Linked DNA regions of Bombyx mori: region 1 is linked to region 2. The links are chromatin contacts, called in public Hi-C maps. All regions are on one chromosome and are shown on one strand. The core of a region is the stretch at or near the end of the contact, and the rest is flanking DNA. Distances in the headings are between cores, read along the strand shown. Region 1 overlaps LOC101740542 (E3 ubiquitin-protein ligase Nedd-4). Region 2 holds the start of LOC693090 (acyl-CoA-binding domain-containing protein 6-like).

What was found. A called contact is a pair of places that touch in the nucleus more often than the background predicts.
Region 1: a contact with region 2 is called in a Hi-C map of whole pupa, with 1.9 times the contacts expected there. The contact joins the enhancer-like site here to the promoter of LOC693090 in region 2. A contact is called at or near these places in 2 of 7 Hi-C or Micro-C datasets (both in whole pupa).

Annotation. Positions count from the first base shown.
Region 1 is chr19:1,979,151-1,982,728 of ASM3026992v2, reverse strand. LOC101740542 (E3 ubiquitin-protein ligase Nedd-4) reads right to left here. Exons shown (of 19, transcript XM_062673870.1): 9 at 203-281. The region is part of intron 1 of LOC134200636 (a long non-coding RNA gene); the gene reads right to left. Among protein-coding and RNA genes, the nearest start is that of LOC101740410, 19 kb to the left of the region's middle. Within about 2 kb of position 1,413, at least 4 of the 8 cell types and tissues checked have open chromatin away from gene starts, as enhancers often do.
Region 2 is chr19:1,928,728-1,932,150 of ASM3026992v2, reverse strand. LOC693090 (acyl-CoA-binding domain-containing protein 6-like) reads right to left here and starts at 1,377. Exons shown (of 2, transcript NM_001046843.1): 1 at 1,282-1,377; 2 at 1-826. The coding sequence starts at 378. It overlaps LOC101738122 (CCR4-NOT transcription complex subunit 11), which reads left to right. Exons shown (of 11, transcript XR_009975632.1): 11 at 1-1,370. LOC134200636 (a long non-coding RNA gene) reads right to left here and starts at 3,137. Exons shown (of 2, transcript XR_009975636.1): 1 at 2,375-3,137. It overlaps LOC134200638 (a long non-coding RNA gene), which reads left to right and starts at 2,646. Exons shown (of 2, transcript XR_009975638.1): 1 at 2,646-2,701; 2 at 3,134-3,420.

The sequences.
Region 1 (3,578 bases), core at 164-2,663, 51 kb before region 2:
ACATTTAGATACTAGGGTCACCACCATAGTTCTTATTTTTCACATTACACATTTTTGCATAAGTCGAAGTTGACAGCCCTAGCGCGACCGAACGTGGACACATAAATACGAAGTACACAGATTAGTTTTTCAATTTCCTTCTGCACTTCTCCGGGTTTTGTGGTATCTTAATATAAAATCTCCTGATCAGTTCAAGTGTTACCTTCACTGCTGGGCAAGTTCTGACTCTGGCTGCTGCTGGCGCTACTCCTCGTGCTTTCGGTGGAGCCATCGGTCTCGTCCTATTTAACAAAACATTTTAGGTCAATTAGAAAAAATAACCATAGGGCTACCCGAAGCTTAATATGCAGTGCCAAATCGTGAGAGAATAATACCCAAATCTTTTTTTTAATGTATTTTTTTTTAAGTTTATATAATTGTCATTTGAATTAATAAGATCGAATCAGGAAGCTCCAGGGCGACAAATTTAACAGTGTCGTAAATGTGTGCACTAAAAAACATGCAGCGCTGATCAGACAACCCTAGATTATATTTGGCACTACATCCCTCATACATTTTGCGCAGTGTGTAATCTCATATGCATGGAATGTGGTGTACATATGTATATTTATAATATGAACATTATTTAGCTTCTCCTATAAAATATTTAACCCCTTAACGAAAGCATATTTTTAAATTAATTTATCGTAAGATACTTAGTACAGTTATATAGGTAAAGTTTCAACTACATCATAATACACGATTATCGATAATCAATCTAATCGATTTTTTTGTTTACAAATCGATTCGATAATTTTTTTAACCTATTATTTTGGTAACATTTACCACAACACCAACTAACTACATATTAAAAAGCAAGCTACGATTAGAAAAAAGCGGAAAGCACAAGCGAAACGCATGATTTTTTAATAATGAAATAAATGTAAGCCATTACGTGAATTTGTTAATACGGAAATATTGTCGTCTCTTTCATTCTAATAGGAGAACGACTAGAACGAAAAAGACAGAGCTTTTCGGAACCGTATTCAAATCGTAATGATGTAAACGAATTCGATATTCAATTGAATACAGCCACAAGTCGGGAGTGTTAGTGTAATGACGTCACAACTATAAGTATAAGTGCCTGTGTCCAGTCGATTTGGCGACCTAAGCACGTATAGATACCGCGGCAGCGTCGTATCACTCCTCATCGACAACATTACACGCGGGATGGTAGTGGAGGAGGGCGGAATGTGACGGGGAGGATACTTTCATAATCATTTATAATTTTGTTCTAAAATCAATTTTATTGCTTTAGTAACTATTAGCCGTTTGATGGGCTCGTCACACCCCGCTGCCCCGTCCATCCGTTTCCTTACCTCCGAGTCCTCCATCGAGCTGGTCGTGGTCCTCCGGCGTCGTGTCCGCGGCGACCTCTCCGGAGAGACCCCGCCTGTCGGCGTACTAAAGTGGTTCTCGTCGAACGTCAACGTGTCTTCTATAACTGGTTGTTCGCTGCGCGCTTCGTTCGTTGTTTCATCGTTAAGATCGTTTCCATTGTTCTCGGTTTGCTGTAGAACGTTTCCATTGTCGACGGTGTCTTGACTAGCCTGATCGTTATCGTCTGCGTCGTCTTGAGCGTTTGTGTTGTTTCCGTCTCTTTCTGTCTCATCGGCTTCCGTATTGACCGTCTCATTGACAGCTTCGTCCCTGCTAATCTCATTAGCGCAGACAACGTCGTCGTCTTCTCTTGTATCATTATTGCTTAAACTACTATCAATATTATCACAGTCGGTTACACTAATGTTAGTCGCTATCCTTGGCTCTGGTTCGTTTTCGTTTCTCCTCAATTCCGGCGACCTATCGGGCGTGGCGAACGGGGTTTCTTCGGCTGACGTCACTTCCGAGTTCGTACTGTTTACATCCCCCTGTCAGAGATTACATTAGTTACGAACGTCCAAACTTACGCAGGCAATTGAGAGTTTACTTTATTACGGCCAACGAAGCAAGCGTTATTCGGTTATAAGCCGCATGAATTTAGGTTAAGTCTTTATTTTATTAAAAGAAAACCAGTCGTGAAGCTTTGGCAGTTCTCAAACGCCACCGGTATATCGGCGCATCGAATTTCACCACTCAACTGCTCGGATAAGTTTGTGTTTGCCCGTCGATGGCTACGTGCGCGGAATTGTCTACGCCGATGCCGGCAGCACCACACAATGTGTTACCGATCCGTTGTGATCCAAATCTGTTAGTTTGTTAAATGAAGAACGCCTAATGAATGATGCCTCTATGATTATCGAAACGTGCAGTCATTTCCGTGAAGAGATATTTATAAAATAATCAATCAATATATATTTGTATACCTTTAGAATTGAAGTGGCTTAATCTAAAATACTTGTTTTTTTTTTTTTTGTAAACGCCAAAAATAAGAATTGTAATTTTTCAATTTTGATTTTAATACTTTAAGCCTTAAAGCGTACACCTTAAAGTTTAAAGTATGCGCTTCATTTAAAAGTGATGGAAAGTGTACTTTGTCTTTTTCGAGCAAAAATTTAAATTTTGTTTTATAAACTGATAGAATACAATGTTTATAAGTCGTTCAAAGTATAAGACTCATTTTCTTAAAATGTTAACTTTAGCCACTTCAATCCTTTAAGTGCGATATTATTATATACTAATAATAAAAAAATTAGTCTTTGGGACAATGAATTAATTCGTGGTTTCGCGTTAACCACCTTCGAACACAATTGACGCACGGCAGATTAACTTGATCTAAGCGTGCCACCTCTGTCAGAACATAGTGCAACATTTTATCTTAATACTTATACTAAAATAATCGAGACAGATCAAAATTTGGTGATTATTATGGATTAGATTTAGAAAGCGGCTTGACTCCGCCCCTGGCATTGCTGACGTCCATGAGCGACGGTAACCACTCACCATCAGATGAGCCGTACGCTCGTCTGCCTAAAGGGGCAATAAATTTTTTTATTCAAAACGCGCAAATAATAAAATTACATTGTAACCCGATTACAGGATACATTTTTATTATTGCTTAGATGGGTGGACGAGCTCACAGCCCACCTGGTGATAAGTGGTTACTGGAGCCCGTAGACATCTACAACGTAAATGCGCCACCCACCTTGAGATATAAGTTCTAAGGTCTCAAGTATGTTACAGCGGCTGCCCCACCCTTCAAACCGAAACGCATTACTGCTTCACGGCAGAAATAGGCAAGGTCGTACCTAACCGGGCGGACTCACAAGAGGTCCTACCTACCACTAGTAAAGTTACCTACTTAAAAAAATTTAAATGTTGCATATTTTTTTATACTTCACGAAAATGGCTACACGATCGTTCAAAAAAATGAAAACTATAAAATTATATTCAAACAAATTTGGTTTGCAAGTGATGTATGTATATACGAGTATGTATGTATGCATTGTTAGTGTTTAGAATCGCCGAAGCCCGTGCTGCAAGTGAAAACGTATCACGAATCAAACGAAAGATTATCCAAAATAACAAAAAAATTCAAATTTATAAAGAATGAAATTGCGTTAATGCGTAATTAAAAAAAAAAAAAAACACCAAAATCGACG
Region 2 (3,423 bases), core at 128-2,627:
TCTCATTGATGAGACAGCTACCCATGTTTCCTTGGTATCAATATTTGTCTTTTGAGGTGTACCTGACCAGTCAGGATCATATTTTTTCAACAAAGCAATATATTTCTCCTTAGCCTCTTCACTGGGCATATCTTTAAGATTCTTCCAGGCCTCCCATTTCCTACGTCCTTTACCATCTAACCACCCAGGCTTTGGAGTGTTGCATTGACCTTCAGTACCTTGCTTGAACAACCCGTACAACTCCAAAAGTTGACCATTGGTTAATTTATTTGTAACCTTTCTAAGATGGTCAGCTGCCTTATTGAACAAGCTGTCCAATGGAGACTGATCTTCATCTGAAAAATCTGAGTCTGGATAGTCTGGAAGAGCCTCAGCCATTTTAAAAACTAACTAAAATTCAGAATATCTAATTATTTTGCAATTGAACACTTAAGTTGAAACCTTCAAGTGTGTGAATCTGCTTATTAGTTGCATCAGCTGCAGCTGAGGGACTAGTAAATTCAATGAAACCGTAGCCCTTGCTGAGGCCCGTTGATCGATCGAATACTACTCTTGCACTCTGCACTGGACCAAATTGTGAGAAATATTCTCGTAGTTGTCGATGGCCAACTGTCCAGGCAAGGTTGCCTACATACAGGCGGGCTGCTCTTGCCGTACTGGCCATAACCTATAATGATACTATTTCCAACAGGTGTAAGGAGCGTTCGCCGATCAAAGCCCTGTAGTCAACACCAGAGCTTTCACTGAGTGAGTCCAGGTCCAGAAGTGCACCTTTGAGTCCCCACTTCTTCAGTAGAGCTTCAATAGACCAGTCTGTGCTGCGTTCCTGGTAAGAACACAAAAAACGCGCGTCAGTGCCTTCAAGCAGATACGCTACAGTTGATAGTACTTCTTCGAATTGTGATGGCTCGTAAAAGCAATCGGACGCAAGAATCAGATCTACCGGACGTAAGTTATGTAGATCACCCAAAAACAAGCCCCATGTGAGACCTACTATCTGCAAGTCACGATTGGGTACCAAGCCGTTAGCTTCACAACAAGCAGAAAGGTGACGAAGCGATCTCGGTAATGTTAGACTGTCGGTGAGGGTTACGAGCGCTCCGCACTTCGCGGCGAGTATTCCCGGCAGTCCTGTTCCGCAACCTAACTCCAACACTCTCAGACCGCGAATATGTCGCCTTTGCGTCCACAAGTACCAAGCTAGCAGAGGCGCAGATGGCCACGTGTAAAACGAATAACCGGCTGACAATAGCTCCGGGATAACAATCTCCAAATATTCACCTCGAGTGTCGCCGTTTGTAGAGGATCTTGCGCGGAAAACAAACTTCTTTAGCTGACCACTTACAGGCCTACCATCGCTCATTGCATAAGCTAAAATATTGCTTGAAGGCTATTGGAAGGATTAAACTAGGTTGACACTATTAGTTGGCACCTGACAGATTTGACAGTAGTAGTTCCAATTTTCCAACTAGAAAGGCGAAGATATCACACCACATAGCGTTGATTAATTTGAAACATTAAACAATTGGGATAAAATTAAAAGAAATGAGACGACATGAGATAGCCATGGAGTTAATATGACATAGACTCAGTAAAGTGGTGGGTTTTTTATTGAAACTTTTCGGTGGACTTTTTGGAAGATTCTGAAAAGCTACGTCCAGTGGTTTTGTTTCACTATCCCACATTTGTGCACTTCTAGAGCTACTAGGTAACGTTAAGTTTACAAAGTACGTCGTAAAAGTAGTTGTACTGTAATTTTTTGAAGGTAACACATTAGGAACCTTATCATTTTTAACAATTATTATTATGAAGGGTAGAGGTAGAGAGAACCGTCTCATATGGGAGAAGCTTGAAAAAGTGTCCCACTTTCAGCACTACATAACAGTTCAAAAATCCTCCAGAATGGCGCTAGCATAGGCACAGGGTATGTTATGAATTGAGCAGTTGTTAACTGATTAACTGACTAAGTCACGGTCCATTAACTGATGGACCGTGACTTAGTAATTGTAATATTTGTAATATATTGTAATATATTGTAATATACAAGACCTCACATGTTTACGTAGTCCAAACTAATTTCGTCAATATAACCTAAAATTATTGCTGTGGTAAAACGTAGAGACATCGATTGCATTTTCTTATCAGCTTTAAATAAAATACCTTTTGTGATTTAGTAGTGCTTACAGTTCTTTCGACTTTTTTTATTTCTCTATCTTATTCTAATAACTTTCATCGCCTTTTTTAAAATTTGCCCGGTTGCTACTGTAGCGCCACCATTATTTAGCAGATTTTATCGGACACTTTTCACAACAGAGACGGTTCTCCTTACCTCTACCCTCCATGAATGATTTTAAAAAGAAACAAGTTTAATTACCATGACATGGGGTAAATTGGGATCCTGGGGTAAATTGGGACAAACCTGCGGAAGATTCTCAAAGTACCTGTAGCACGGAGTCTACCTAATTTTGTTTATGTTAATATTTATCAATGTATAGAAGAAAAACCAAGCTAACTATGGAAGTACTAAATATGAGTTAAGTTGGTCCCAAAAATTCGTCAAATTAAATTGAAAATAGTGGTTGAAAAGTGCGTTTTAAAACAGCTTACAGAACTTTTAAAAAAAGTAATGTTATCGTTGTTTTTTTAATAAGATCACAGTTTATATAAGTTTTTAATACACCTGGAAATACCACAACAAACGGTAAGTTGTAATATTCTTATTTTAAATACAATATTTCGACAAAATAAAAAATGTATATTTTTTCCTTTCTTTTTGGGGAAAATTGGGACGTATGTAGGGTAATTGGGAACGAGACTGGAAAAATTAGGGACGAGAAAACACAAAATTGGAACGCCAAAAGACAAAATAGGGATGGCTTGTTAGGGTTGTCACTGATATCTTATAATAGATTTTTTAGCCTATACTATCACTTAATTGCGTGATGTAAAGAAGGTTAATGTGTTTATCAGTTAGTTTATGTAAGTATTATAGGTAAAAGAAAAGTATATATATAATTACTTTTTTTTCGCGACATTTACCTTGTAATATCTGCCCGGTCGTATGTTCTTTATAGCAATAAAAAAAATTAAAAGTTAAAAGAACTCAAACGAATCAAAACTTATGTTATTTCAGAATCTATTCACGCGTCGAATCATGATTTTGTTAACATTCAAAACGCACACACAAATAAAAACAGGCCTCAGATTTTAAATGTAACATTAATTAAAAATCCGAGATATCCAATTATGAGTGAGTGAATTAATTGAGTTTAGTTATTTAGCTTAGAAAGAATTTCTTTTATTTTTGTTATTATTGGCAGTAATCAGATAAAGCTGTTTTTTTATCTTATTCACCTGATATCTTACTCTTGCTCAAAGATTATTTTGAAAATGTTGATTAAATAAAATTGTATTATTGCATTA